2 separate regions of the Hordeum vulgare genome follow, and region 1 is linked to region 2. A link is a contact called in public Hi-C data. All regions are on one chromosome and are shown on one strand. The core of a region is the stretch at or near the end of the contact, and the rest is flanking DNA. Distances in the headings are between cores, read along the strand shown. Region 1 holds the start of LOC123449094 (eukaryotic translation initiation factor NCBP). Region 2 holds the start of LOC123449092.

What was found. A called contact is a pair of places that touch in the nucleus more often than the background predicts.
Region 1: a Hi-C map of leaf shows a contact between it and region 2, with 5 times the contacts expected there. The contact joins the promoter of LOC123449094 here to the promoter of LOC123449092 in region 2. A contact is called at or near these places in 4 of 6 Hi-C or Micro-C datasets (leaf and seedling) and 1 of 1 datasets of contacts at active chromatin or transcription factors (embryo).

The regions. Positions count from the first base shown.
Region 1 is chr4H:489,463,306-489,466,005 of MorexV3_pseudomolecules_assembly, reverse strand. It overlaps LOC123449094 (eukaryotic translation initiation factor NCBP), which reads right to left and starts at 1,391. Exons shown (of 6, transcript XM_045126180.1): 1 at 1,118-1,391; 2 at 910-1,002; 3 at 704-808; 4 at 524-601. The coding sequence starts at 1,288.
Region 2 is chr4H:489,116,281-489,118,985 of MorexV3_pseudomolecules_assembly, reverse strand. LOC123449092 reads left to right here and starts at 1,281. Exons shown (of 2, transcript XM_045126177.1): 1 at 1,281-2,107; 2 at 2,210-2,590. The coding sequence starts at 1,469. The coding sequence ends at 2,296.

The DNA.
Region 1 (2,700 bases), core at 142-2,641, 350 kb before region 2:
TGAAGGAAAAAACATTTCCGCTCTATAAACAGAACAAGGGCTATCCTGTTCCAAATCTAGACCTAAGTTTCTTGTTTCACTTGAGGAATGAAATGTTTGATCCATCAGACCATCACTAACTCCTCACAGCATCCCACAAGGTTATAATGCAATTAAAGACCAGTCATGAACAAAGTAAAAACATCACTTGAGAATCCCATGATGATAAGAACTACTCCCTCCGTTCCTAAATATAAGTCATTTAGAGGTTTCACCGGTGGACTACATACGGATGTATATAGACATACTTTAGAGTGTAGATTCACTCATTTTGCTCCGTATGTAGAGCCCTAGTGAAATCTCTTAAAAGACTTATATTTAGGAACGGAGGGGTAGAATTTTCCACAAATCAAGTAGGCTAATGTATAGTACTTCATGGTGGCACAGGAAGGGAAGTCCTAGTTGAGGGTTTAAAGAACAACAACCGAAGTTTGTATGATGACCTAATCTTACAGCCCAACGAAAGCACAAATAGATTACTTACCAAATCCTCCCAGAAACGCCCAGAAACAGCCTTCTTGAACCGTATAATCCACTTGCCGCCATTCCGATTTGCAGGATCCTGCCCAGTCAAAATGCATTAACCACTAGAAGCATGGTAGACATGACACCAATACTAAACACAGACACTACTGAAAAAACAACAGCTTGTTCGGAGCAATACCTCCCAGAGTGGACGGACACCCTCTTTGAAAAGATGCAGGTCCGTGGGGCTCGGTAGGGCGGACGGGCGTGCGAGGTGGCAGTAGCAAACCCAGAACGACTCGACCTAAAGTCATCCAATTCCAAACAGCAATATCAATCAGTAAGCTCCACTGACCTAACTAAGAAAAAACCCTGAAAGCAACCTGCTGTGACGGAGACACGTACAGTGCTGAAATCGACGATCTTCTTGATGTTGTCCTCGTACGACTGCGACCTCGTCCCGGGCGTCCGGCGTGTGTACCAGAGCACGAGCTTGCGCTGCGGACAAGAAAGGAGATTACATCCGGCTTCCTCTGAGATTCAAAGGTTCAGGCATTTCTGGAACGGGAAACGGGGATAAGGTTTAGATCTAGCGGCGGCGGGCGGGTCTTACCCTGAGAGGATGGAGGCCGGCCTTGAGCTCGCGGTTGCGGCGCTCGCTCTCCTCGGCCTCCGCCTCGTCCTCCTCCTCGACGGCGGCGGGCGGCGCGTCCTCGGCCCGGGCGTGCGACGGCTGTAGCTGCTCCTCCTGCTCGGGCACCTTCCTCTCCACCGCCGCCTCCATGGCGCCCCCTCGTGCGGCGATTTGGTCGGCTGGGTTGGGAGTTCAGAGAGAGAGAGACGAGGAAGGGTCCGGGAGACGCGTGACGGGGGGATGGGAGTGGGTTTGTGCCTTTTTGGTCCTCTTCGATAGGGATGAACCGTGCCAGGGAGCGCTTCTATTCCGTAAGGTGTGGGTCTGAAATCTTTTTCTCACAGCTTCTCCAAACAGTGACTCAAAAATTTCACGTGCAATAAAAGTTTTAACACATTATTATAATATTTTTATTAGAACAGTATTGAACGTCGACGCGCCGGCTCGAAAACTCGCGCCGGTCACAGCGCAGCCGTATGATTGGAGTCTCCCGCATCGTTGGATCTCCCCCGCTCCTTCATCCTCCTCACGCAGCTCAACGCGCATCCCGATCCCTCCGCCTCCCCTACATCTCGCACGCGCCGCCGTGTGCAAGTAGCCCGCGGGCTCCCGCACGCTCATCGTCGTCGTCCCGTCGTCAGCCTGCTCATCGCGCTCGACGTCGACGTCGTGGTTCCCATCAACCCACCACCAACATCTCGCCTTCCGTGCAGCAAAAAAAATTGTCGGTGGTAGCTAAAAAGTAATACCGGTTGTAACAAAACAGAACGACGGATGTAGCAAATTTGTATAATAATTGTAGCATTTTTTCATCATGGTTGCAGCTCGGCCATGCCAACTGTTATAGAAAAACAATACAGTTGCAACAAAACGGAATGACGGATATAGCAAATTTGTATAATGGTTGCAGCATTTTTACATCATGGTTGCAACTCCGGCTACAACTTCAATGAACTTTGGCTGCAACTCTGATGGACGTGGTTGTAGCTTTTTTATCAACGGTTGTAACTTTTTTTGACGCTTGTAGCTTTTGTGGTACGTGGTTGTAGCATTCGCGACACCATCCCTTCGGGTCCTCGTGCAGCAACCTCACCTGCCAACCATGGGATCACCCACCCACCCATAACCCCCGTCGCTTTGCTGTTTACAGCTCCTCCGTATGTCGGTTGCAGCTCTCGTGTACCCCGATGTAACTTTTCCATCCATCATGAATCTAATAAAAACGAGATGGATCTAACGGAAATGGGAGGAAGAAGAAGCAGAGAAAAAAGGAAAAAACGGAGACAAGAGGAAGAAGAAGCAGAGAAGAAAGGAAAAAAAACGAGCGTCACCGCCAGCCTGTCTCCACGTGAAAAAGGGAGCGAGCGATAGCGACCGGTGGAAGTGTGTAGACGCAAAAGTTTTCCTTTTTTATTATACGTGGACCAACATTTTTTTTAATGCCAAAAAACACGCGTTCAAAATAACACGCGGTGCGAATTATGAAGTGCATGATTCGGCGCCCCAAATTTGCAACCTGAAAAGCAGCACGCTCAATATTTACAGCACGGGAGCATCATTTT
Region 2 (2,705 bases), core at 32-2,531:
CTTTGGTTTATATAGACACCAAGGTTCCTAGGGGATAGATGGGTCGAACTGGTCCTCGTGACTTGGAGTGCATGTCTAGTATTCAGAGCTTTCCATCTTGATAACCCAACCGCCCGAGGACCCCTTAATCGAGAACTCCCTCACCAACCGTAACCGCAAGACATATACTGCGATTGCAACCAGGGTTGAGGAGGGTGGTTGGGGGCAATAAAGCATTTTATTTGTTTTTATCGGTTTTCCTTTCTTGCAGTAGTTGCAACCGCCCCGACCCGAACGCAAGTCAACTCATCATACACAACCGCAGCTGCAACTACAGTGCGACCATCCTATCAGCTTCCTGCTCATCATCATAACATGTCGAGCAGTAGCGCCAACTTTGGGACCCCAAGACGAAGAGAAAGAGAGCAAGGATGAGCTGCTGCCGCTGCTTGTCTTGGCTCGCTGAGAGTGCCGCCATGAGAATGTGCAAGTGCGAGAGTGAGTGGCTTGGCTTGTACAGCGAGAGCAGAAAGGGGTACGGCTCAATGTGTGTGAGACTGTGCACTTTTTTAGGACAATTTCTTGTGTTTTCGGTTGACAAAGAAGGATGGTCTTCGTCGGCGAGGGAAACGGGCTGGAAGAGATAAACACAATGGTCCTGTTTGGATCCTAGGGTTAGAGTTAGAGTGGATTAGATTTAAGCCATCTAACTCTCAAAGATCCAAACAAATGGGTTAGAGTTGGTTAGATGCATCTAACCAACCCAAAAACTCTAACCCATTCAAGAGGTGCTTTTTGGGGTTAGAGTAGGTGGGGTCCACGAAAAGAGAGAGGTCCAAAGTAGCCAAATGATTGAGAAAAAACATTTATTGTCCATCTAATCCTCTCATCCAAACACCTTTAGAGTTAGAGTTAGTTAACTAACTCTAACTCTAACCAGGTTAGAGTATCCAAACAGGGCCAATGTCATAGAGACGTCATCTGAATGAGATCATTTTAAATCTCGTTCGAATGAGTTTCAGATGCTCCCTTTAAATTTATACTCTCCTCTCTTGGCCCCAGTTCATGTTTTTTTTTTTTTTGGGTACAACAGGTCCAGCTCCATTGCGTGCTGAAATTAGGTTCGGCGGTGTCGACAATGACACAAGCCCGGTATTCTTTTCTTTCTGCAAATCCCGAGCCGAAGCAGACCGGAGCACGAGAGAACAAACAAACAAACAAATAAAGCACCCACTAAACACACAGCCCCACCACCTGTTTACTCCCACTTCTACTCCTACGCTTCTGCCAAGCCCCGTAAATCGTAATCACCCTCTCCCGACTTTCCCCTCTTCCTTCCTTCCACCCCACTCGCACTCGCACCACCTTCCCCACATCAATCGCAAACCCCCGCAAGCACCACGTCGCAGATGCCGCATTAGCTCCGAAAATCCAAAACCATCCCTCCCCACCCACCCCCACCTCGCTCCTCCCCGCGGCGACGGCGGCCATGACGACCGGATCCGACGCCGACCGCTACGGCCACGGCCACGGCCCGCCCTCCTACCCGCAGCGCCGCCCGCACTACGGGGGCGCGCCGCCCTCCTACGGCTCCTCGGCCTCCTTCCGCGGCTGCTGCTGCTGCATCTTCATGCTCGTTATCTTCCTCGCCCTCCTGGCCCTCGCCGTCGCGCTCGTCGTCGTCCTCGCCGTCAAGCCACGCAAGCCCCAGTTCGACCTCAACCAGGTCGCCGTTCAGTACCTCCTCGTGGCCCCGCCGTCCCCAGCCGTGTCCGCGTCGCCGACCGTCGCCGCGGCCCCCGCCGCCGCCTACCTCTCCCTCAACATCACGCTCCTCTTCACCGCCGTGAACGCCAACAAGGTGGGAATCCGCTACGGCGCCACGGCGTTGGACGTCATGTACCACGGGGTGCCGCTCGGGGTGGCGGCCGTCCCCGGGTTCGAGCAGCCCGCGCACAGCACCCGCCTGCTCCAGACCCGCGTCATCGTCGACCGCTTCAACGTGCTACAGTCCGACGCCCAGGACCTCATCCGCGACGCCGCGCTCAACGACCGCGTCGAGTTCCGCATCACCGGCGACGTCGCCGCCAAGATCCTCGTGCTCGGCTTCTCCTCCCCCAAAGTCCAGGTAAATTCCCCCACCCTGCCCCCCCGAAACCAACTTTCTCGCTTCGCTTCGCTTCGTCCGCAAGCGCTGGGCTGATCGAAAGGGACTCGTGAACAAAACCAGGTGTCGGTGGACTGCGCGATCGACATCAGCCCGAAGCGGCAGTCGGTGACATACAAGCAATGCGGCGTGGACGGGCTAAGCGTGTAGGCAGCAAGCGGACCAGGCCAACCTCGCCGCCGCCGCCGCCGCAGAAGCGGAAGCTGCTGGTATTAATCTAGCGGAGATAGATATATGTGGATGGGGGAATCTGTACGTCGATTCTACAGTAGTCTCTAATCTCGGGTTTCGATTCCTTTGCTGCGCGTGGGGGCCGGGTAAATTTTGAGCTCTCACCTCACCTCACCTTAGGAGGAGGAGGAGGAGGTTACCACTGATTCTTGTGAATTATTACTGGATGCCATTAGCAGTGAGTACATAAATCGCCATGGTTCTTTCTTCTTCCATCGCCGTTGCTTAGGAGCAAAGGGAAGTGGTGCGGTGCTAAAGGTGAGGGGCGAGTGGAATCTGACCGGCCCCTTTCCGCTCGCTCCTCCTCCTTGTTCTTGTTGTCCGCGTC